2 separate regions of the Hordeum vulgare genome follow, and region 1 is linked to region 2. A link is a contact called in public Hi-C data. All regions are on one chromosome and are shown on one strand. Each heading gives the region's core, a stretch centred on a gene start, on an enhancer-like site or on the middle of the called end of the contact. The rest is flanking DNA. Distances are from core to core; before and after follow the strand shown.

What was found. A called contact is a pair of places that touch in the nucleus more often than the background predicts.
Region 1: a Hi-C map of leaf shows a contact between it and region 2, with 2.1 times the contacts expected there. The contact joins two enhancer-like sites. A contact is called at or near these places in 2 of 6 Hi-C or Micro-C datasets (both in leaf).

What each region holds. Positions count from the first base shown.
Region 1 is chr1H:411,934,256-411,941,217 of MorexV3_pseudomolecules_assembly, forward strand. No RefSeq gene overlaps it. Among protein-coding and RNA genes, the nearest start is that of LOC123412440, 150 kb to the left of the region's middle. Within about 2 kb of position 4,501, at least 1 of the 3 cell types and tissues checked has open chromatin away from gene starts, as enhancers often do. A contact at or near this core is called in leaf, where this site is marked.
Region 2 is chr1H:411,479,306-411,486,321 of MorexV3_pseudomolecules_assembly, forward strand. No RefSeq gene overlaps it. Among protein-coding and RNA genes, the nearest start is that of LOC123441212, 77 kb to the left of the region's middle. Within about 2 kb of position 5,141, at least 3 of the 3 cell types and tissues checked have open chromatin away from gene starts, as enhancers often do. A contact at or near this core is called in leaf, where this site is marked.

The DNA.
Region 1 (6,962 bases), core at 3,251-5,750, 450 kb after region 2:
TTGTCTAACTAGCCTAGGACCAGATTAATCAAAATGAATCATAGAAGCGCCTTAAATCCATGATGGATTTTCTTAATGCTACTAGTAGAAGTTGTGCTACTAAACTACATCAATCTGTGATGAACAAAAGGAGCAAACAACTGGAGGTAAATTATATGGTAAATAAACTCCTGAAAAGCACTTGAATTTCACGACAGTGTCTGATTGGTTTGAACAACAGTAGTGTGAAAGAGGTATTCTCTTTAATTTGTCAGACACATATTGTAAGGCAAAGTGCCAAAACCACCCAGCATATTAATCAATCAAATATTAAATAGAATTAAATAAATGCACATCCCTGGTAACAACTACAGGGAAGAAGAAATTAATCATATTTGAATGGATGGCTCAGCAAGATAGGAAAATAATTTAAATGTGAACAAAATCAAAGTCTTGCAGTGTATAGGAATTTCAAGCAAAAATAATGGTGTGGATTTTCTTTACACCATAATGAAATTGATGGAGCTTAGCTAGAATCGCCTGATTACTCGCCAAAAATAGCACATTCCCATCTGGTTTATGCTTGAAAACAAGCAAGCAATAACCTGAAGGAAAAAAATCATATTTTCCTGTTATAAAAGATTACTATTGGACCGAGGGCAGGTTAAACCAATATATTAGCGAAGATTGATAGGATGGGCCCTGGATGACGGTTACTGTTCACCTCATGGCAATTGAGTACTCGAATTTGCAGCTTCCACGAATATTGATAGACTGGGAGAGGATAACTATCCACCAACGTAAGTTTCCAACAAGCCACATTTGATAATCTAGCACGCCGTACAGAGTCATTCCACATTCGCCCGTTGATATAAGAAATCTGAGAGACAAGGTAAGAGATGTGGTGCCAACAAAAAATAGGAGCGTGTCCAACTAATACATTTTACAAACTTACACGCGACATAGATTGCATTGTTTCTTTGCATCGACGTAAAATAGGAGCAGACTCAACGATGTCGTTCTCCTCAGCATGTACCAACATATCAAACCTAGAAATAAATAGGTGCTTAGCCATTTATCCTCGTATTAAGCAATGTAAAAGTATGAGAACCAAACCTGAGAAAAATTAGTGTACTGTGTGCTTTCAAATAGGTGACGAAGAGAAACAAATGTACAATTAATGGAAAAGGAAACCTGATCCTACATCTTGCACTTTTTGCTAATTGCTACCATGTCTCATTACTGTTGAGGTTTGCACCTAGAGATAGTTCTGGAGTCTTCCACACAGAGATCCTCAACAACTGCAGGTCAAAGTGAAAATCCGAGCTTTTATCAAGACGACTTGAAGTTTTAGAAAAGACACATTTGCGTCCTTTAGCAAGATCACGTACTTGACTGGTTTAAATTTCAATATATTGAGAGTATGATCAGCCCCGATGGCAGTGGTTTGACTAACTCAAAAACTAACAAAACCTTATACTCCTTATCATCAAGTCAGTGACATTATGCATTAAGATCACGGTTACTTGGCCTGAATGATTTGTGCTTCTTCTTGGGGCGTGATTCTTTGCTACGAGGCTCGTTTTTTCGCATTTTCCTGTACTTTACCCTTTATGAATTCCGTTTCTGTCTTCTGCAACAGTGCAGATTCACAATGATGGGATAACCATCCTAATACAGTAGCAACATCCCAACTACATTTCTAAGTTTAAATGGCCAAACATGGTATTGTTCAATACTACGTGACACTCCAGTTCAATCAAAACTATGGAGCTCCGGTCTAGTTCAGTTTATCTATAACAGAATAGAAACAGGGCCATCGCCGTTGGCGGGATCTAAGAAGATATTTTACTGTTGTTCCTCCTATGTAGCCGTGAGCTCCTCCTCTTTCTCTCCACCATCCACATGGCCTTCTTCTCATCATATACCATGATATCCACCTCCTCCTTGAATTGATCTCACCGCAGAGCAACAGTCTCCACCATCAACCTACATCGCCCTTCAGTATGCAAGCTCCTCTCCTGTTTATTTTCCTTTGTCTTATTTCTCTTCTTCTGCCTCGCTCCCAAAAACCAAGAACCTAGCCCTAGAAATACTGAAATTCGTGAAGGAGGAGGAAGGTGAGGGAGATCTTACAGGCAAGAAGAAAGCCGACGGTGGAGAGTGATGACGGAGAAGGACATTGTCGTCGCCGTGCTCGCGCGTATCATGGCACCGTCTACAGCTCCTCCTGGTCGCCACCGCATCAGAGAGGCGAGGGGGGCGGGGGGTACTTCACGAGGGAGAGAGGGGAGTAGCCCTACCCTCGCCTCCCGTTGGTCCCTCCGGCGCCGCTGCTATCGCCGCCGCCGCAATTTCTAAAGAGGAGATGGGTCGGGGTGAGAGGAACACATGTCCGAGCCCGTGAAAACCGCTCACATGAAAAGGTTCGTGTACGGGCCTACGGGGTGAGTGGGCTAGCTCCTAGCGACCAGCCAAAGCCCAACCGTTTCCATCTGACATAATTTTACAGTGGGCAAACCTAATTTTACACTCGCGAATATTATGCAGGGCCGCTCCCTCGGTCGATTGACTTGGGTGAGGAATTACTTATTCCTCACCCAGGATTGTTAATAGACTTTCTATATCATATTGATTGACTATTCGTCATCCTGAATGAGGATTGGTTATTCTTTGCCCCCTCTATTTTCATATCAATGCATCGTAATTTACGTTTCGTCAATGTTATCTTATTTCATACATAAAAACATACCGTAAGAAATATATAGTCACCCTAAAAAATAATTTGTGTCGCGTAAAATTATAAACACAAAAACATAGTGTAAAAATATATATAACACCATTTTTCTGGTGTTATGACCTATATTTTTGTTTTCTTATGTCACACTTTACATGGTGAATCAATATAAATGTAACTTTTTGCATTTCAAAATTAATTTATTTATGAAACAATCGTAAAATTACCTCGGATGAAGAATAACTTATTCTGCATCCTGGATGGTGAATAGACTTTATATATATATATATATATAAATATATAGAAACTCTATTCATCACCCAGGGTGCAAAATAGTTTATTCTTCACCCGAGATAATCTTATGATCAATTTACAAATAAATTATATTTGAAATACAAATATTTACATTTATATTGAATCACTACGTAAAATTTGACAAAAGAAAACAAAAATATAGGTCACAAGACCAAAAAAATTGAGTTTGTTGTATTTTTTGCACTATTTTTGTATGGTCGTAATTTTACATGACATAAAATATTTTTACATTAATTATATTTTTATGATATCTTTTTACGTATAAAATAAGACAAAATTTACGGAACGTAAAATTACGGTGCATTGATGTTAAAATAGAGGGGGTGAAGAATAACTATTCCTCACGCAGGGTGACGAATAGCGCGACCCAATATATAGAAACTGAAAATGAGCGAACTTGTGAGAAAACTAAGCGAACTTCTGAAACATTTATTAAACTCACATTTTTTTTTCAAATTCTTGATTTTTTTGTGTGAAATAAATGTTTTTTTAAATCTGAATACTGATTTTTTTCTTGAAAATGAGCGAACTTGTGAGAAAACTAAGCGAGGAGGTGGGCTAACCTTAATGGGCAATAGCCTGGCATGCGCATGAGCGCGTTTCTCCGAGCACCAATTCGCCAATTAGTGCTTAAGATGTTGAGGAGGCACGACGGCTGATGGTTTAATTGCTTGTTGTGCACTTGTGTTTGCTACATATGCTAGCGCAAACTAGTCTCGTCTGGGTCAGGGGCGAATCCAGTGCTGCCCCCACAAAAATTTTAGCGCACTTTTAATATGCAAAGCTAAATAATGATTTATCCCCACTTAGCAATCCATTTAGTACATCTTTACCCCTCTAAAAATTGATCTTGGGTCCACCCTTGCCATGGGTGGTGGTAGGCTATTGCATACAATATGGCCTGGAGGTGCGGGAGCTATATCTTGACAATCGCGAGACCGAGGGGACTTCTATGTGGCGCTTGACGCGCCACTAGGGGAACGGGCGCCTGCAGCGGCCTTCTTCGCGGGGCGGCCCATATTAAATTCGTTGGTTATTGAAAAATTGATAAAAAGTTCATAGAATTTTCAAAAAGTTCAGATTTGTGAAAAAGATTCAGTGATTATGGAAAAAAGTTCACCGATTTTTGGAAATATGTTCATGAATTTTCGAAAAGTTCACAGAATTCGAAAAAAAGTTCACCAATTTTGAAAAAAGGTCATAAAGTTTTAAAATAGTTCACTGATTTCAACAAAAGTTCATCAATTTTAAATTATGTTTATCACTTTTCAAAAAAGTTCATCGATTCAAAAAAAAAGTTCAACGATTTTCAAAAAAGTTCACCGATTTCAAAAAATGTTCACGGGTTAAAACAGTTCACGGGCTAAAAGAGTTCATGAAAAACTTTTAGATGGGACGGCCCATTGCGGAGCGCTGCAGGCGCCGATTAGCACATTTTGCCTTTAACCGGCGCTTGTGGCATTAAATAGGGTTTGCCGAGACCGAGTTCCTTCCTGGATGTAGGTGAGCAGCAAGATGGGCCGGCCAAATTGACACATACATGGAGCGGTGTTGTGACCAGTTCATGCAAAATACCATCAATTTTTGACATGTTTTGGGAATGTTCGTTGCAATTTTTCTTTTTATCCTTTTACATTGTTTTTACATTTTGTGCATTTTATTTTTGTTTTTATTGTTTCCTTTTGTTCAAATACATGTCTAATGTTTAATACACGTTTTAGTTTTTCTATACATGTGTAACATGTATCAACATGTTGAATATTTCTAAAGATCTTTGCTAACTTCTGACTGTTTGAAAGTTAAGCAATAGATCTGAACACCTCCTCTAATCGCTTATTAATCGCGCATGCATGGACTTTCTCAACGGGCATGTAGGCTTCGAACGTTAGCTGCATGCGGAAAAAATAAAAGCTGATGCCAGCAAAGATTTCATCTAAAAATAAAATTTCAAAATATTTTGTAGCTCAAACCGTTTGTCCGATTATAAAATCGCTTTTACATAAAAGATTCATTGCGACGAGACCTTCAGAACTAGATCAGACTTTTTTTCTCAGGTCAAAAGTTATCAGACCTAGGCAAAATAAGTTATCACGTCTGTGGTGTGTTAGTTAGCATCTTGTTTACATACAAATTACCGGGGCATAAAAATGGCTCCTCCAACATTCTCTCCATGGGCAAATGTGCTAGAGCACAAAAAAGATGATGTCATTGTACATTCTCACTATTTAGATTCTTTCCTATTTCGAAACTTCAAAATTTTCTATAGTGCAAATCGGGTCAAAGTTACTATGGGGTGTACATAAGTTATCATATCTTCGGGATGTAAAATACCATGTTATTTGCACAGAATTTAACATGATATGTTTCAACAACTCCCCACCCGCACCCTCTTGGCCGATGTTACCTGGACCGGGGTACATAAGTTATCAGGTCTTGATTTGTGAGTTATCAGTCACATAAAAGTTAATGAGGTGATATTTCATCAACTCACAGCCCCTGCCCCCGTCGTCAAAGTTAACAGGACCAGGGTACATAAGTTATCAGTTCTGCGAATTACGAGTTACCATGCTATTCATACACTCCCCAACCCCTAAAGTTATCAGGGCCTGGGTGTGTGAGTTATCAGGTATACGATGTGTGAGTTACCATGTTATTCATAAAAAAGATATCAAGGGTATGTTTACACTAGTTTGTTTTAGGGTAAAAAATGCTACCATGATATTTATATATAAACTATCATGTTTGTGGTGCGTATAGTTATCGGGCTCGTTAAAAGAATTTACCGAGGGAGGACACACGAGAAAAAGACTGATGTTCGAATTTTATAGGAGCAAAACATTTATTTATGTAGAAAAATATTCATCACTAGAAAAAAGAGACAGGTGGAGTACAAAACACGTTGCATCAGTCCATTAAAAAACTTCGAGCAAATGGTTTTGTCCTCACGTCAAAGACACTGTGGCCTTCCTTTCTCGCTATGACTTACTAAGGTACAAGTATGAGTTAATATGTACATGAAACATAACAGTTACTGATCTCATCTGGTAGCGCGTCATAGCCACAACCAACAGGTTGTGTGTTTGAACCCTAGTAGTGGCTATTTTCCTCTTAGCTCTTTTTACGCGAGGGCAGAAGTGGATTGAGCGACTCAAGAATCGTACACGCGAGAACAGAAGCGGATTGAGCGGCTCAAGAATCGTGCGTTAGCTTAGTCGATTTCTAAATACATGATAAATATTTGTCAAATACATGTTTGAACATTGTTTTGAATAAATGTTAAATATTTTTGAAATACATGTTGATCATTGTTTGAATTCTAGAAAAAAATTATATTATTTGAATACATTTATAATACATATATTTTCAAACTTCAAGAAGATATTTTTGAATTGTAGCAAACATTGTATAAACATTTGAAATTGCAGGAAACATTGTACAAAGATTCTTTTTGGACTGGTACTAAGAACTTTTAAAGATGCATGAAATTTTATTTTACTCTTCTTAAACCTTTTTAAATGTGCGATGAACACTTAAAAAATAAAAGTATATTTATTTATAATATTTTAAAATATAAAGAAAATAAAAAGAAGAAAAGGTGCGTGGCTCCTTTGTAGATTTTTTTTTTGAGAAATTGGCTTCTAAGTAGATTTATTTTTTGAGGATTCTATGTAGATGTGCATGTACATATAGTACGTGATCACAACGAACGAAGAAAGCAGGCTATTGGACTGGTCCACTGCCGGCTCTCCTGTAGCCGAGCGGAGTTACTGTCTCGCAGAAAGCGAGAACATAGTCCTGCTCGCCTGTTTCTGTGAAATGGATTCGTCCCACCTATGAAAATCCCGATTTATCTCATTTCAAGATTCTTCTAGAAAACCAAACCTCATTTAAAGATTGCAGATTGTAGCTGACCGTTGTACTCAAAATAAAA
Region 2 (7,016 bases), core at 3,891-6,390:
CGTGTCAGCGGACTGGTCCTCCTTATGTGCGAACAAATGCGAAAGAAAATTTGCGAGTCACTGTTGAAGATGCCCTTAGATAGTTGCAATCTAAGATGCACCAACGCATTATCCAACTATCCTAAACTCGTTTGGCAAACGAGTTCTAACTTTAAGAGTTAGCACATCTGTTAAGAGTTGAGCAAAGTGCATACCATGTGAAGCGTTTCCCTCTCTTCCCCTCGATCGATAGAGCAAACTCGTTTCCTACAGCCTTCGCCGGCAAGACGATGTATTCACCTCCTCTCTGACTATCGCTCCAACGATTGGTGTCGGGGAGGATAATCCCAGTGCCTCAGCTTCGGCTAGTAGGTTATGTAGGTTTTTTTTCTTTGCATGTGCAACACTCAAACGTCTAGAGTTGTTATTTCTTCAAGTTTATCTTCTGGGCTTCTATCCTCTTCAAGTTCGTTTGTCTTGATGTACTATAGATTCATGCTGTCTTCTTGAGGTGGCGAGGATCTCGTCGTGCGTGTGAAATTGTGAGTTTTGATGTCAGGTGCTTCAAATCTATTCAAGAGTTCAACAACGACCATTGTTGATCCACGACTCTGGTCCTTAGTGGCACAGACACGAAGACTATCTAGCTTTCATCGACAAAGTCAAATTGGTTTTCGGTAGGGGAGTTGCAACATCGGTTGTCTGGGGATAACCTCGCGGTAGCCTCATCCCCCTTCATGTCTGTCTTCAAAAACATCGGGGACGGCTCGACCCCTCAGGCACCGGCTCCAGCGGGCCGACTCCGACCGGCTCGGCCAACTCGTGACTGGGTCCTTGCCCCTCCGGCTCCAAGCGACCCGCTAGCCGGCGGGCCCCTCCTGCCAGTCATCGGCCCATACAACAAGACTTGTCCCCTTCGACGGGATGCGAAACAAGACCAGCCACTTGATGGCACCGTACGGGCATGGCTACAATGGAGCCGCCCGTACCGCCGACCTGTGCCTACTATGACCGGGCGAGGCGGCACTGGGTCTACTTAGTGCTCATCATCGCCTACTCCATGCTACCCCTCACATGTGGCGGTAGGGGAGTCGGCCGTAACACCAGCAATAGGCGGGAGCGACAGATGCTTCACAGGCCACCCCTTCGGTGGACCCCGCATCCGACGGGCCCCACCGGCGACAAGACCGCACCCGCAATGGGGCCCTCCAACCGACCAGAGAGGCCGCCAGCCGGGCCCTTCCATGCACCATTCATGTATACTATAAGCCGGGGCGCTGGTCTATAAAGCCCCCGACCCTCCCCATGCAACGGGGTCGATCATCTGCCTGCACACGCACACACACACCCATTCACGTAGAGAGACAAGGAGAGCAAACGAGCTCCTTCTTCCTCCTCTAGCCAATAGCTCAACGAGCACCATTGTAGCTCTCTTGTACCACATAACAACTCCGGCAGGACTAGGGGTGTTACCTTCCATGGAGGGCCCCGAACCAGGGCGGTTGGGTACATCACACGTCAACACCGCTTGTTCCCAATCCCGTTCCCGGAGTCCGTCGATGCACATTGGCCCCAACCACTCGAGATAAGCCACCCCATGGCATCTGTTGTGATAAAACAACGACATCGGCGCATCAACAACTTGTTCTAGTGATGGTAGTGGTTGCTCAGAGGCCCAGGGAGCTCGATGTAATATTTATTATGTTTGAGATGCTTTTTACTTTTGGTGAACTTTTATAGCAAATCCGGGTCCTTCTCATAAAAAAAAGTAGCAAGTACTTGTTTGTGTATCGAGTTTTGTGTGTTATTTTGAGCCCTAGGTGTATATCTGTTAGAGAAATAACGTAGGCTTTGCCACCTCGAGCGTCAATAATGGATAGTCCGAACTACGATGGCGAACCGCTGCGTATTACGATGGTCATCAAAAGTTTTCTGTGAGGCTCCCTTTCCTCAGATCTGGTGCTTGGCTTTGTCAGTGTGATGCAATCTACGATTGATTACTTGATGCAGAGGGTTGTTGTGCAGCAGCGGCGGTTGGTTTTCTAGGCAAGCACATGTAGCTGTTGGGATAGTGAAAAAGTGATGGTAACAACACTTGATTGACTTCGATGAGCACCGGGGGTGAAAACCTTATTCTCACCCATGTTGTTTATGCATGGCAATGACAATGTTGTCGGATCACCACCTTGTTAAAGACATTGCTCGAAGATGCTCGGTCTCATTCTTCAAGATGAAAGCTTAGATTATTGTCATTGATGATTGAATCTGGTGATGGCGGAGCTTGACCATGTCTCCCTTTTTAAAGGTATTGTTGTTAAAGAACCTCATTATTATTTTTGTGTCATGAGATGGTTTGTGTAGGCATGACCATAGCCGTAGTTTGTCGATGCGGATCTGATCACTTAGAGATATTTTACTTTTTTTTATTTAGGCATACCTTTGATCTTATATTTTTTGCTGTTTGTCAGCATGTTTTTGTTATGTGTGTATCGATGTTAGCAGTGTGTAGCATAATTGTGTAAAAGTCGACTGTGTGCTCATTGTTCTTTATCCTTCTGATCTTCATTCTAGTGCTCATTGTTTTTTATCCTCTTGATCTTCATTCTCGTCAATGAAATTGTCTCTTCATCCAAAGAAGAGAAATAACGTAGCAGGATTACGGTGGAAAAAGTATATATATAACGGAACCAAATCCTGGACCGTTTTGCCGTTGTCCACGCCAGTTAGATGAAGGGGATGCGCTGCCGAAGACACCGAGCCAGGTTCGCCGGCAAAAGCAGCCCGGTAGGTAGATGGTGCAACAGGGCGAGAAGCAGCTAGAGTGGGTCACCACGCAGATTTCACACCTAAAGCAGAGCACTCAGCAGCCGCTGCGACGTCAAAAGAGGAAGATAAAACGCAGCGCCGCTGACTCTGTCCGGACCACGCCGCTCACAACTCCAATGGGCGACCCGACGCATTTATCCCAATTTTGTCCCTTAGAATCGGCCGGCGGACAAATGTCCCCTTCCGCGTTCGGATCGACGCATGCGTTCAACAGTGATCCGATCCATTTTAATAAGACGTGAAAAATATATGCAACCATTTTTAAAAATAAAACAAACATTAGTTAATCATAAAAACGGGTCACGAAGGCCGACGAGAGTCCACGCGTTTTTATTACATTAATTAAACATAAAAAACATAAAATACGAGACAGCGCGCTGCCCTAGGCGTCCTCGTCGTCGGTGTCAGGGCCGGGGCCGGTGAGGTCGATCAGCGTTGGCGCATGACCGACCCAGGGGTACACCGCTGCTTGCGCCACCATCGTCTGTCTCGCAGGTGCGGGCTGTGCTGGTGGCGTTGGCAGCGCAGCACGGGCGCGCTCCTCCTCCTCCATCTCCAGCCATTCCTCCTTGTCGTCCCGCTCCAGCTTCATCTGTCGCGCATCGGCGCGCTCCTCCTCCATGTGCAACGTCCTCCAGTGCTGGAGGTAGACGGCCTCCTGCTCCGGTGTCGCGCCCAATCAGATGGGGGCGCGGAGACCGATTCATGGACGCAGCCGATCCACTGGTAGAGCTCCCGCTGCGGCTCCATGGGCTCGGTCTTTGGCGGAGGGGGCATGACGCAGTCACCGGCGGTGGACAGTGCGATGGCCTCCGCAGGCCGTGCCTCGTACGCCGCCTCCTCCTCCTCGGCCTTGCACCGCTCTTCCTCCTCGCTCTCGCCGAATGCGGGTGCCAGCGCCGCCTAGTAGGCGGCCTCCGTTTCTTGGTCCTCGTCGCTAACGACGGGCGGGGCGGCGGACAACCTCCTGGCTGCACGTCGCGCACGCCGCGCCGACATTGCTCCTCGTGCTCGACCAAGAACGAGACCTCCCAGTCGGGAGAGTCAGCCGCGTACACAGGGTTGAGCCGCTACTCCGGCGTCAGCTGTCGCCGCCGGCAAATCACCTCCTCCGCATGCATCCGAGTCGACCGCGGCACGGCCGACACCGGGATTCTCTCCGGATGCAGATGCGAGTGGTGCGGGAGGGTCACGTCTAGGTACGACAACGGGATGCGGTACTCCCAGTGGCACCGCGCTTGATGCACCGGGACGCTAACGCGTTGGCGAGGCCAGCGAGAAGACCGTGTGGGGGTAGACGGGGGACTTGTCCTTGTTTTGGGAGGTGCCGGCCATGACCGCTAGCTAGGGTTTGGTCGTCGACGAGGGAGCACAGAGGTGACGAGATGAGGATGGGAGGTTCTGGAAGTAGATGAGGCCGAACCCCGCCGCACACTCGGATTAAAAAAGACCGACCGCGATCGCTGACGCGTGGGCCCATGGAGGGTGACTGTCATTAATTAAGTTGACTGTGGGTAGTTGGACGACCGGCGGATGTGGATGAAACGGACATCGAGAGGGCGCGTCGATGCATTTCAGTTTTAAATTTGGACCGAAAATGGGTCGGTGTAAACGCGATTTGGCAATGAGTCAGCGCGTTGGACCATCATTTTTATTCGTATGGATTGAAACAGACGACGACGAATGAAATGAGTCGCCGCGTTGGAGTTGCTTTCAGCCCTCAATCCTCACAAGCGCGCAGTAGTAATCAGGTACGATCCTCAACTTTTTTTTTTCAAAAAGGCACTCGATCCCTGAACTATTATTTTCAACGACCTTCCATCTCTCGTTGGCATGGACGTACGGTTTGCTCTGTTTGAATTCTGAACCATCCCTAGCTGTTAGGCCACCTAAAACGCTCTCGCAATCGATCAATCACCTGCTAAAATGACATGCACCATTCGGGAGTATGTTTTTATGCAAAAGTAACATCTATCTGCTGCCTCTACCATGCACCCCAAATGCGCTGTGCTGCTCATCTAAACGTACCTACGGTCTGTCTGACAGCCATGTATCTGTTCTCTCGTGCGACGTCTCTCTCATCGAGTCAGTACGGTTACGGTACATGTGTGATATGTCGTCGGATGGCTCCATCGGGTAAACGGGAAGACTGCAAGCCTCCATCGGGTGACTGGTCACCCTCGAGCCTCGACCATGCAGATGCAGCTAGCTGGATGGTCGCGCGTCGATGGAGATCGCTCGCCCGCCACATGCACACATATGGTCATACAGACCGAGACATATACGTCGCCTTCTCTCTTCTCCCTCTCCTCCGTACACAAACGGTTAGTATCCGTTAACTCCATGTTAAGTAGTGGTGGTGGTACAGGGGCGGCTCGGGAACCCTAGCCCCCGTCCAACAGCCCCCCGGTGCCGGCCAGTGGCAGACGCGCGGGGGGGGGGGGGGGGGGGGGGGGGGGGGGGGGGGATCAACAAAAAATATACTTCAGTTTTGTGTCTATTGCTTTTGTGATCTGCCATGCCTTATGAATAAAAAAGCGCCCCCAAACACCATAAAAATATACTTGAGTTTTGTGTCTATTGCTTCATGCTCTCGACCTAGTGATATTGACATGTGTACCAATCCTATTCTAATGAGATTTGCCTTGTTTTTGAATTGCATGATAATGTACATTCAAAAGCAATTACCAGTTAAGTTCTCATATGATAGAATTATTAATATTCTCGACCTTATTAACAATCGTAAGGACAAGTTGAAATTAATATAAACATAATTATGCATTAATTGATCGAAGGAACACATCATTATGGTACTTATTACTGTACATTAGACAAAAAAATATCAGCTTGGCTTGGCCCCCCCTATGTCTGAATCCTGGCTCCGCCCCTGGTGCCGCCCTTCCCCCATCGCCGCTGTCGGAGGGCCAGCCGATGAAGCCGCGCCGGCCCCAAGATGGCAGCGGTGGGGCGGATCTCACGCGTCGTGCGGCCCCCAACCCTCCTCACCCCTCCCGCGAACTCCCTCGATGCGGCGGGCACCCCTCCTTCCCTGTCGTCGTTCGTGCTACTCCGGTGGGAGCTATGGCTGCCTGGGCCGCGCCCCGACGGCTAGCTCTGTGACTCCTCCTCCACCACGATCTGGCGTGTGGTCCTCCGGCTGGCTGCGACTCTTCCGACGGTCGGACGCGCTCCCTGTGGAAAAGGCTGGAAGCGTATGCTCTTAGCAGGGACGCGTGCATGTTTATATAGGCATAAGCCGAAGAGATATACATCAAATGGAGGTTTAAGATCAATCTACTCTTATCTACAGTTTAAACATAATGGGATAGAGAGAGATCCTAACCTACCCTAATACACACGCACGCCTATACGTGTTATACAAGTCACGTATGTATACAGCGATATATTGTCTAACATCCCCCCTCAATCACAACTGCCCAAGTTAAGATTGCGACTAAAAACATCCAATTGCCGAGCTGTTAAAGGCTTAGTAAACCATCTGCCACTTGATCACCTGTAGGGATGAACCTGATATTCAACAGCTTGTTGGCAACCCTTTCCCGAACAAAGTGATAATCGATCTTAATATGTTTGGTTCGCGCATGGAATATAGGGTTTGCAGACAAGTAAGTAGCACCCAAATTATCACACCAAAGAGATGCTGCTCGGGGATGATGCACACCCAGTTCCGTCAACAGAGTTTGTACCCAAATAACTTCAGAAGTTGCATTGGCCAGTGCTTTATATTCAACTTCTGTACTGGAGCGAGACACAATAGGTTGTTTGCGAGCAATCCAAGAGACTAGATTACTGCCAAGAAAAACTGCAAAACCCCCTGTGGAGCGGCGATCATCGGGACAACCAGCCCAATCTGCATCTGAAAAGGCACTAACCAGCATAGAATCTGACTTACTGATACGAATACCATGATTCATAGTTCCTTGTAAATAGCGAAGAATGCGCTTGACCAGGGACCAATGAACTGTTGTAGGAGCATGTAAAAACTGACAAACTTTGTTGAGCGAAAAAGAGATATCATGACGAGTTAAGGTCACATATTGCAAGGCACCAAGAATACTTCTGTATTTTGTAGAGTCCTCATCACAAAGACGCTCACCATCATAAAGAGATAATTTTTTGGTTGTTGGTAGAGGAGTTGGGACAGGTTTGCAGCCTTTCATGCTTACACGTGTAAGTAAGTCTAGTAAATA